Regions from separate parts of the Mus musculus genome. Here region 2 is linked to region 1. Evidence: chromatin contacts called from public HiChIP or PLAC-seq data. All regions are on one chromosome and are shown on one strand. Each heading gives the region's core, a stretch centred on a gene start, on an enhancer-like site or on the middle of the called end of the contact. The rest is flanking DNA. Distances are from core to core; before and after follow the strand shown. Region 1 overlaps Mtus1 (mitochondrial tumor suppressor 1). Region 2 overlaps Pcm1 (pericentriolar material 1).

The links. HiChIP or PLAC-seq counts read pairs in DNA pulled down with a chosen protein or histone mark.
Region 2: an H3K27ac HiChIP or PLAC-seq map of embryonic stem cells shows a contact between it and region 1, with 5 read pairs. The contact joins two enhancer-like sites. A contact is called at or near these places in 2 of 115 datasets of contacts at active chromatin or transcription factors (both in embryonic stem cells) and 2 of 9 other capture datasets (adipose tissue and pancreatic islet).

What each region holds. Positions count from the first base shown.
Region 1 is chr8:41,122,494-41,127,892 of GRCm38.p6, reverse strand. The region is part of intron 1 of Mtus1 (mitochondrial tumor suppressor 1); the gene reads left to right. Among named protein-coding and RNA genes, the nearest start is that of Mtus1, 8.5 kb to the left of the region's middle. Within about 2 kb of position 3,157, at least 21 of the 459 cell types and tissues checked have an H3K27ac peak or open chromatin away from gene starts, as enhancers often do. A contact at or near this core is called in embryonic stem cells, where this site is marked.
Region 2 is chr8:41,265,143-41,269,876 of GRCm38.p6, reverse strand. It overlaps Pcm1 (pericentriolar material 1), which reads right to left. Exons shown (of 38, transcript NM_023662.3): 6 at 2,513-2,690. Among named protein-coding and RNA genes, the nearest start is that of Pcm1, 28 kb to the right of the region's middle. Within about 2 kb of position 3,461, at least 10 of the 459 cell types and tissues checked have an H3K27ac peak or open chromatin away from gene starts, as enhancers often do. A contact at or near this core is called in embryonic stem cells, where this site is marked.

The DNA of each region.
Region 1 (5,399 bases), core at 1,908-4,407:
AGGGGGTGGGGGGAGTATCTATACTTTAACAAGAAGAGGACTAAGTAAGGGTAAAGGTACATTCTTTTGTAAATAACCATGTGTCTGCCAGTGATTGCTAAGTCTGGACTGGTGGGAGTTAGCTTATCTTCTATGCCTTTTGTGCATTGCTTGCTAGCTTGGCAATATTTAACTTGGGTGTTATTTACACATTCACCAATTTGGAAGGAAAAAAATCAACATTTGTTCACTTTATTTCAGATAAGCAGTTTACAGGAGATGTTAGACAGTATTTGCTGTCACACAAGGGAAGGGATTAATTTTCATTTTGCTCATCTTGTACTATAAACAAATTGAGATTTTAATTATTTTTATCCTAAGAATATGAGTGTTTGCCTGAATTTGCACCGAGGTCAAAGGATGGCGTCAGATCCCCAGGTACTAGAGTTACAGATGGTTGTAAGTCACCATATGGGTGTTGGGAATCAAACCCTGGTCCTTTGGAAGAACAACTAGTGCTCTTAATCCCTGAGCCATTGCTCCGGGCCCTTGTAAAAATTTTTTTTGATGATTGTTAATGATTCATGGCATTATGTGGGTACCCCGTGTCTACTTAAAACATAACTCAGCCAGCTTGGTGGAATAAAAATAGTCGCCAACAGAGACCTAAGCAATCTAAGAGATATCATTCAAACATAGACACCCCCTCCTGTCTCCCCCATCTCTGTGAAACTGATTGAGTTGTATTTACTAGAATACTAGCTAAACTTGTACTATATATGTCTTACCTTTTATTATATAGTAGACTCCTACGTTGACATCATCTTATTCTTAGGCATGTTACATAGTTGAAATTTGTTTGCCTACCACTACTAACTTAATCCTGTAGATTCGAACTCGGGATTGCAGGAGGTCCAGCTTGCTGTTGAGTAACCAGGTTTGGAGACATGAAAAAAGAATGGGTTAGATAGGGCTGAGTCAGGATCTCTTGACTATGAAAACCGAGCTTGCTTTCATTAGGTGCTCAGTCTATAGAGTCCACATGTGGAACCAAGCCATTTATATGTGTAGTTGGAATTATTTTTTCCATGCTGTATTCTAGAGAAAAAGGCTCGAAGAAAATCCCTGCTGTTAAAATGCTGTATTTAGTTTTGACCAGTTTCAAGCCCTATTAGGAGCTCACCCTGTTGCCAGAACACTGCTAAGTAAAGGGACAGAGATTCAGAAGGGATTTGGCCTCAGTTCTCAGAGTGTGTTAGTATTTATGTTGCTACAAATACTCTCATTCTCATAAATTGTTTAACAAGTAATTTGTTATAGTCTCCACTATGTTGGAAACTATGTCTGTTGTCTTGAGCGAGGTTTGGTAAGAAATGTGGTATCTAAAGAATCTTTGCTGAGCTTAGTCACCCAGTTACTCAGGAGCCTGAGACACGAGGATTATAAATTCAAGGCCAGGCTATGCAAGCCAGTGAGCCCCTGCCTTGGAAGTAAAAGGATAAAGGTGAGATGGGAGTATTATTTATGGCTCAGTGGTAGAGCAGTTGCCTAATAAGTCTGCAGATCCTGCATTCAATCCCAAGATCCCACCCCCTGAAAATAGTTCCTTATTTCTTTTCTCTTATTTATTTCTTGAGACAAGAGTATCACTGTGTCAACTTGACTGGCCTGGAACTTGCTATGGAGACCAAGTTTGGCCTTGACCTCACCGAGAACCCTCTGATTCTGCCTCCACACTGCTGAGATTAAAGCCAGGTGCCACCACCTGCGGCACACATAGTTCTTAAAAAAAAAAAAAATTCTGTAGTGGCCAGTAGTTTTCCTCATTAGACATTTACTGGACACCGTGGCTACTCTTTCTTCTCTCCATGGTGTTCTACGTTACCTTTGGAAAGTGTTTTGACAATAGAGTTGAAACCTTAAAGTGCTGGGTGTATTTGGACTCTGTGGCCCTGATGCAACCTGGGATAATAAGTCGAGTTGGTGTGGGAATTTGTGGGTGCTTTCCCCAGTTCCTGATGCTAGAAGCCTTTAAGTCTGATGTTTATTTCCTTGGTATTTTTCTCCACTTTCTTCATCTACTTCTCTAGCCCTCCCCCCACCCCCAAAAGGATGCATCATTAGGTTGAGCCAAGTGTCGGAGAGCAGGAAGACGCAGACATTCCTATTAAAGTTCCTACGTAGTTACGAGGAGCCACTCTCGGAACATCTGGCACACCCACGTGCAAATACTTTTACAGAATTAATTCCACCTGTGATAATTTATTGTCTCCATGTGTGCAGACGGTCACAAGTTGACCATTTCTCTTGAATGGAGATTTGGACTTTTTTTTTTTTTCCTCTTTAGAGAGCTAGGTATTTACAATTTACAGAAGAATGCAGATGACATTGCAGTCTGAGAATTCTCTCCCTCCGATCACACTTAAGATTTGTGTGTAGTTTTTTCATTCCTATGGAACACTCTGTAGCTCATTAGAGTCTCTCATTATTGAACTTGATTTAAAACTTTTTTTTGTTTTGTTGTTGTTGTTTTTTTGTTTTGTTCTGTTTTGTTTTTTCGAGGCAGGGTTTCTCTGTGTAGCCCTGGCTATCCTGGAACTCACTTTGTAGACCAGGCTGGCCTTGAACTCAGAAATCTGCCTGCCTCTGCCTCGAAAAAAATAATTCCAACTACACATATAAATGGCTTGGTTCTACATGTGGACTCTATAAACTGAGCATCTAATGAAAGCAAATTCAGTGCTGGGATTAAAAGGCATGTGCCACCACCACCCGGCATGAAGTAGCTTCTTAGCCACTCTTTAGTGGCAAGTGCGGCTTCTCTTTCTGTTCTTTATGAATTAGCAATAATGAAATAAGTTATTTCCGCTGTTAGTTAGGTTTTGCTATCTCAACAGCAGCTATAAAACCTTGGAGAGACCTATTTTGTTATAGAGTTGGTAAAAAAAAAAATGTTATGGGAACCAGAACACCTGGAACGGGCATGGCATGTGTAATGGGAACCAAACACTGACTGGTCAGATAAAGCTGGATGCATAGCTCTCATCCTCTGTGTTAGTAGGGGATTTTTGTAAGTTATCTGAGGGATCGTGCATGTCTTTTGGGGTTATGCCATGGCAGCACCAAGTACTTAGAGCGTGACCAATAGGTGCTATTAAACCTACCCTAGTCTGTCTGAAATCTGCTGACTCATAGGTGGATGTGTAATCACCCTGACGAAGGTTTGGTGAAGGTGTTGCCTGGATCAGCTGATGCATTTGTGGGAATTAAACTCCAGGCACAAGAACCTGATACCTTTCTCCTTTTTCGAAAATAATTGGTTTACACGGAATATTTGACTTTTATTTATTCTTGGACTCCACTTTAATGGCCTCTTGGTTTTCTTTTGAGTGGTGAACTTGGTGAACTCCTGGTTTTTTCTTACATTTGAGCTGAATCTTTTCAATCAAGGCAGATACTTCCTTCTTTCATATAGGCTGTAAAACCATGTTGTTCATTTGCTGCCTGTACATTCTAAAAGTACTTAAAATTAAGTCATCACTTTGAACTTATGATATGTGTTGACTTTAAAGTACTCAAGACCCATCATCTCATATTTAGCCTTTAACTTAGTCCAAAATGTTCAGATTGAAGACTTTTTCTTTCTTTCTTTTTATTATTTTAAGACTTATTTATTTTTATGTTCACGAGTACACTGTAGCTGTCTTCAGACACACCAGAAGAGGGCATCAGATCAGATCCCATTACAAATGGTTGTGAGTCAACATGTGGTTGCTGGGAATTGAACTCAGGACATCTGGAAGAGCAGTCAATGCCCCTTAACTTCTGAGCCATCGTGAACGTTTTTGGGGACGCATGCCTTCCATCCATGCTGTTGGAAAACACCTTGGACCCAAAGCACATTAAGAACCTTTACATTTAGCGAGCATATCAGCCCTGTGTGTTGGGTATATCCAGTCATGAGAGCTATTTTATATAGAAGGAAACTGGGGACCAAAGCTTTTTGTCTGAAGGTGGCACTTACCCTTCCTTCCACTACAGTCCTATTGTAGTGGAATTCTGCTATTCCCAGTAATGAATTACTGGTGCTAGCACATTCGATATATTGGCATTTAAGTGAGATCAAAGTTATAAGATTATGTGGACATGTGAAAGTTAGGCAGCGTAAGTTAACTAGTCTTTAACTATTTTTCTATTCTTTAAGCACAGAATGTAAGAGGCAGGTGTATTTCTGAGTTCGAGGCCAGCCTGGTCTACAGAGTGAGTTCTAGGACAGCCAGGGCTACACAGAGAAACCCTGTCTTGAAAAACAAAAACAAAACAAAAATCAACCAAACAAACAAAAGCACAGAATGTAAAACAGAATGTTTAAGCGAGGTCCATGGTGCTATTTGTAGAGAGAGAGGCCTTCTGACAGCAGAAGGAAAGACTAACAAAAATCGAGAATCCTCTCCTTACTAAGGGCTCTGTGGGGTCCTAAGAAGCTGATCATTATTCAGTACTTAGACACCAGAGAAGAAAGGATCCAGTTTCAGAGGGCAGCAATAGGGCAGATCAAGCAGCCTGTCATGCTGCCCTAGAAATCAGACCTCTTTTGCCCCCGACTTCTCTGGATTGGGTGGATCCTATATCCCCTGACCGACCACCTTAAATATTCAAAAGATGACATAATTTGGGTAGAAATTTGCCCAACGTTATGAGAGATGGTAGAGAACAGCAGGTGACAAACCCATTGTGTCAGAACTGGAACTACACATTCTTCAGAAGATTCACTTCTCTTCCCACATGGGCATCTGGAGAATATGGGATTTGCTAATATCAGGATCAGAGATGCCAAACTCGAAGATAGCGGAGATTGTCAAGAAAAGTAAAGTCAGCCAGTTAACTAATTCAGTGACTAATGAGAAGAACCCCATTAATAGGTCCAGAGGCATAAAGCCCAGAGTATACTGAGTGACAGACTTCATATAGGTAAAGCTAGAAAAATTTAGATATAAATATTTACTGATATTTATAGACACCTTTTCAGATTGGACTGAGGCTTTCCCCACTAAACATAAAACTACATCCACGGTGACAAAGAAGCTCTTAAAGGATATACTGTCAAGGTATGGACTTCCTCAGATGATAGGGTCAAAAAATGGACCAGTTTTGTGTCCCAAACAAGTCAGAGACTAGCCAATATTCTGGGCATTGATTAGAAACTATGGTGCATATAGACCCCAGAGTTCAGGACAGGTAGAGAATGAACAGAACCCTAATAGAGACCTAAGAGACTGGCAATTCCTGAGTTAACTCTCCTTCCCTTATCTCTTTACCAGGTATGAAACTCTTCTTACCAGATGGGACTCACCCCTTTTGAAATCATGTTTGGGATACCCCCTCCCCAATTGTTCTTGACATAGAGGTAGGGGTCATTG
Region 2 (4,734 bases), core at 2,212-4,711, 140 kb before region 1:
TAGCTGCTTGTGATAGAGCAGTGTCACTAAAGACCACAGGCTGGAGAGATGGCTCAGCGGTTAAGAGCACTGAGTGCTTGCTCTTCCAGAGGTCATAAGTTCAATTCCCAGGAACCACATGGTGGCTCACAACCATCTCTAATGGGATCAGATGCACTCTTCTGGTGTGTCTGAAGACAGCTATAGTGTACTCGTATACATAAAATAAATAAACAACAACAACAAAAACCCACATGTTTTATCATCTTCATTAAAAATAAAACAACAAAAATCCTCTCACCCTCCTAAAGCACGTTTCTGAAGACAATACTGACAATACCTACTGCTCTACTACCCAGTACCCCATCTTTATCCTTTAGCCTTTTAATTTTTAAAAGCCAGAAGCCATCTTTTTAGCCTTTCAATGCTAAAAGCCAGAAGCTACAAAATGCTTTTTTTTAAAAGAAAATAGCATCATTTTCTGCTACAGCAAACAAACAAACCAAAACAATAACAACCAAAAACTAAAAACTAGTATTTGAGACTGACAGAAATCTTTTTCTAGTCTAAACTCTCTGTGGAAAACACCAACATTACAATTCAGATAATTAACAAACAACTTTCTGGACAGTAAAAAAAAAAAAGCACTCCTTCTCTAAGGAAGATGTGTTGTGTCTCCGAACAAATTAGAAACACTAACCCTTGCTTTCATCAGTTTTCTACTGTAAAATTTCATAAAACACAAGGAAAAACTGTTTTAAAATTAAGCTAAAGTTCTTGTTGAAGAAGTATATAAAGCTCAAATATAAATCTCCTAATTACAGCCTTTAATTGAAATTCCTAATAGTTTATTTTTGTAAAAGAAATTATTTGTATATTTTAACCTAAAATTCAATAGCTTTCTACTAATATTCTCTATATAAAGCCTAGCCAAGTAAGAGACTCTGTTTGACATCCTTTTCTATGAAACAGTCCCAAGGGTAAAAAGCCTTAGCCAGTAGCCTACAATTCTGATGATCCAACAAGATGATGTAAATTCAACTACTCAAGATTGTAGAGAAGAAATTAGGAACTTTGTGAGCCCCACTGCTCCACAGGATGCACAGGCAGTTAACGGCTGTGAGCATGATACAGACACTACTTCAGTAGTGCAGCCACTGGTTAGTTGCCCATAAACCTGTAAGCAACCCACAATCTTGTAGGCAACCTTCATGAAACTTACAAAAAGCAAATAAATAATAATAATAATAAAATACTGGCCTAATTATAATGCTCAAAGATAAACTGAGAATTGATACGAAAACATAATTATAATTAAGCCAATGGAAGTCTATTATATTACTTTGCAAATATATACAATTGTTATCTGTCAATTAAAAAATAAAACTAAAAAAAAAAACCTTAGCTTTTATTGAGTTTTAATAAGCAACAATCTTACTTTTAACCTAATAACAAAACAGGTGACTCAATACTAATCAATTCTATTGTCACTTATAGTTATATACAGCTCTGAAGGAAAAAGAAAAAAAGCTTTGAGTCTCACCAAATACTGAGTAAAGTACAATAGCAGCTTTAAAAGTTCATAACTACAACTGGATTTCTAAATGAAATAACAGAACTGCTAACATTAAATAGTAAACATGCTCCATTAATTTACTTCCTTATTAGACTTTCTCTGTTTATGTTTTCTCCAGGGGCTAGGGACTGAACTCAGGGCATACTTAAGCTGGCAAACCTAGAGCCCTCCCTACTTTATTTTATGAGGCAATTTCACTATGAAGTATTATAGAGAAGGGAGGCTATGTACACATATGTGTACGTCAGAGGTTGATTTTGGTTATCTTCCTTAGTCACTCTCCATATTATTTTTGAGACAGGATTACTCACTGAGCCCAAAGCTCATCAACTGGCTAGACCACAGAACCCCAGGGACCCTCTTGTCTCCGTTCCTTCTGGAGCGGGGACTACAGATGACTTGGCTTTAATGTGCTTGTTGAGGATCCAAACTAAGGTCCTCATGCTTGGGGAACAAGCACTTTACCAACTGAGCCATCTCCCTGTACCCTAAGAATTCTTTGAGCCTCCTTGCCTCAGACTTCAGTGTGCTGGGATTACAGGTGTTATGATACCAGGCCTGGCTTGCTTATTATTTTTTAAACCTTCTTTGCAAGACAAATAAACAACAATCTTAGCTGAGTGAGATTTAAAACAAAAACAAAACAAAACAGCAGTAATTCCTGCAAAGTGGAAACAAAAAAAAACAAGATCCCTATCACCCTGAGGTTACAAAACAGTACTATATACAGGCCTGTCTGTTTTACCTCTCAAAGATACTCTGTCTGTACGGTATGATAGCCAGGAGTTGTTCCTGCAACCTCTTCTGTATAACCAGAGAAAAGCACAGAACAGAGTAAACCTGGCTTGCAGGTTGCTACACTAGTCAACAACCGAGATCTGATAATACAGTAATAGCAATTCATTTTGTAATAATGAGCCTTTCTTCTAAAGCAATTATTCTGTGACTATCACATACCAGAGTCATCCATCACAGCTATAGCTTGCTCTGCTTTATGCTGCAAAGCTAGAAGAGCAGCCTGTCGGCCCTGCAGAGCTCGCAGCTGCTCCTGCTGTTGTAACATTCTTTTTAATAAATCATGTTGTTTCTTCAAATTTTCTGTCTCTTCCATAGGCTCCTGCTGAGGATCTCTGGCCTGAAAAATAAGACCAACAATACTAATACCTGACAGTTGAAATCCATGGCCCTGTTTCATTTGCCAATGGCAAAGTACAGCAGATACTAGTTTCAATTAAATACACAAGTCTAGATACAGTTTTAATAGACTTAGAAAACTGGTATGTCCCATACTAAAAATTGAGTAATTTTACAGTGAAAAACTATGAGGAGTTAAAAGGAAGAGAATAAAACTCTTAGAAAGCAGAAGGTTTCAAAGTATAGGAAGGCAAATGGAGCTATACATACTGCAGACAAAATAATAGGGAATTACAAATTATACTGAGTTAATGTTCTCAAAGATTTTCTCTACAAACTATCAGGTAGCAAAACTTTCTACCCATTCCAGAAGATAACTTTCCACATACACAACAAAAGCAAAGTAAGTGAGGGCAGGAGAGAAGACAGAGACACAGAGAGTAAATATTCCAACTTCTAACCAAGGTCAAGAATTTTTAAATATATTTGATTATCTTATGTAAAAAGGCCTAAATGAAGCACATTAAATATATAACAAAGCAGAAAACTCTATTTTGTATCAAGTGGTTTTATTAGTTTTTAACTCTTAAATTACATCCATTTAGCTGAGTTTGGGGCATAAACTGAATCTGGAAGACTTCCCCAATACAATAAAAATTTATCATCCTCTCTATATGCAACATAAAAGATTTGAATAGGGACTACTTAGAAGAAACTACCAATGGGGGTGGAGATGACTCAGCAGTTACACACGCTTGTTACTCTTGCATAGGACCCAGCCCAGGTTCACTTCCCACCACTCCCAGAGGTTCACCACCACCTGTAACTCTAGTTCCTAGGCTCGAACACCCTCTTCTGATCTCTGTGGGCATCAGACATGCATAGGATACCCACTCATACATACAGGTAAAACACTTATACATGCAAAACAAAACAATATTTTAAAAGAAAAATTTAAAGAAGTAATGACCAAGTGGGCTGATGATATGGCTTAGTGGTAAAGTTCTTGCTTTAAGGCCACATGTGTTCAAAAAACAAACAAACAAAACAAAACACATACACAAAATTAAAATTTAAAACACAGCTGAACAAAACTAATCAAAAACAGAAATGTAAATACAGCCCCAAACAATAAATTTTAAGCCAAGTTATATATAAAATATATTGTAAAGATATTCTTCATAAATGATTTACCATCAAAATATTTTAAAGTTCTATTATTTTAATCCATTGACAAAAAAATATTCCCTTTAATGTATTGATTTGGTTTCAAATTTGCCACACTAACAAATTTTTGTTGGGAATATAAAATTTTAAATGATTTCTCCCCTAAAATTACTAAAGCAAGTAAAAAGTTAAATGATTTCTTTTGAAAGTACAAATGAATACACTGATCTACTCTCCCTGGGCAAATGAGATTTCTAGAGAAACCACAGGGAATACAGACAGCTCAACAAGTTTCCTTCTGGATGACATCCTTCACCAGCGTTACACAAAGCCTCTTCCATCTACCTCCTCCAAGTAGAACCATCAATATTGTAAATAAGACTGGGTAGCCATGACAACATCTTACATTGTGACTTAGAAATGGGGGAAAAGTGAAGAAAGTACAGTTAACTATTCAGAGGATTAACTATTAAGATGAGACTAGAAGTTTAGTGCAGGTTGATGACACCTCACACCTTTTATACACACATAGTTTACATTTCAGATTAGTAGTCACAATCAACTATGAAGAAAGCTGAGAAGCTAGCTGGCTGTAGTGGCACATGCCTTAAATCTCAGTACTTGAGAGGCAGAGGCAGCTATAACTCTGAATTCAAGGCCAGTGTGGTCTATATGAGTTCCACCCTAGCCATGAGTTGTACCCTAGCTACACAGTAAGACCCTGTCTTTAAAAGCAGGGGGATTGGGAGGAGGCAAATTGAACTGCTTGCCTTATAAGCATAAGAACTTGAGTTGGATCCTCAGAACCTATATTTTTTTTTTAGAAAAAGGCTAGAACTAGTGGTCCACACTTATAAACTTGCTCCTTCAAAGGTGGG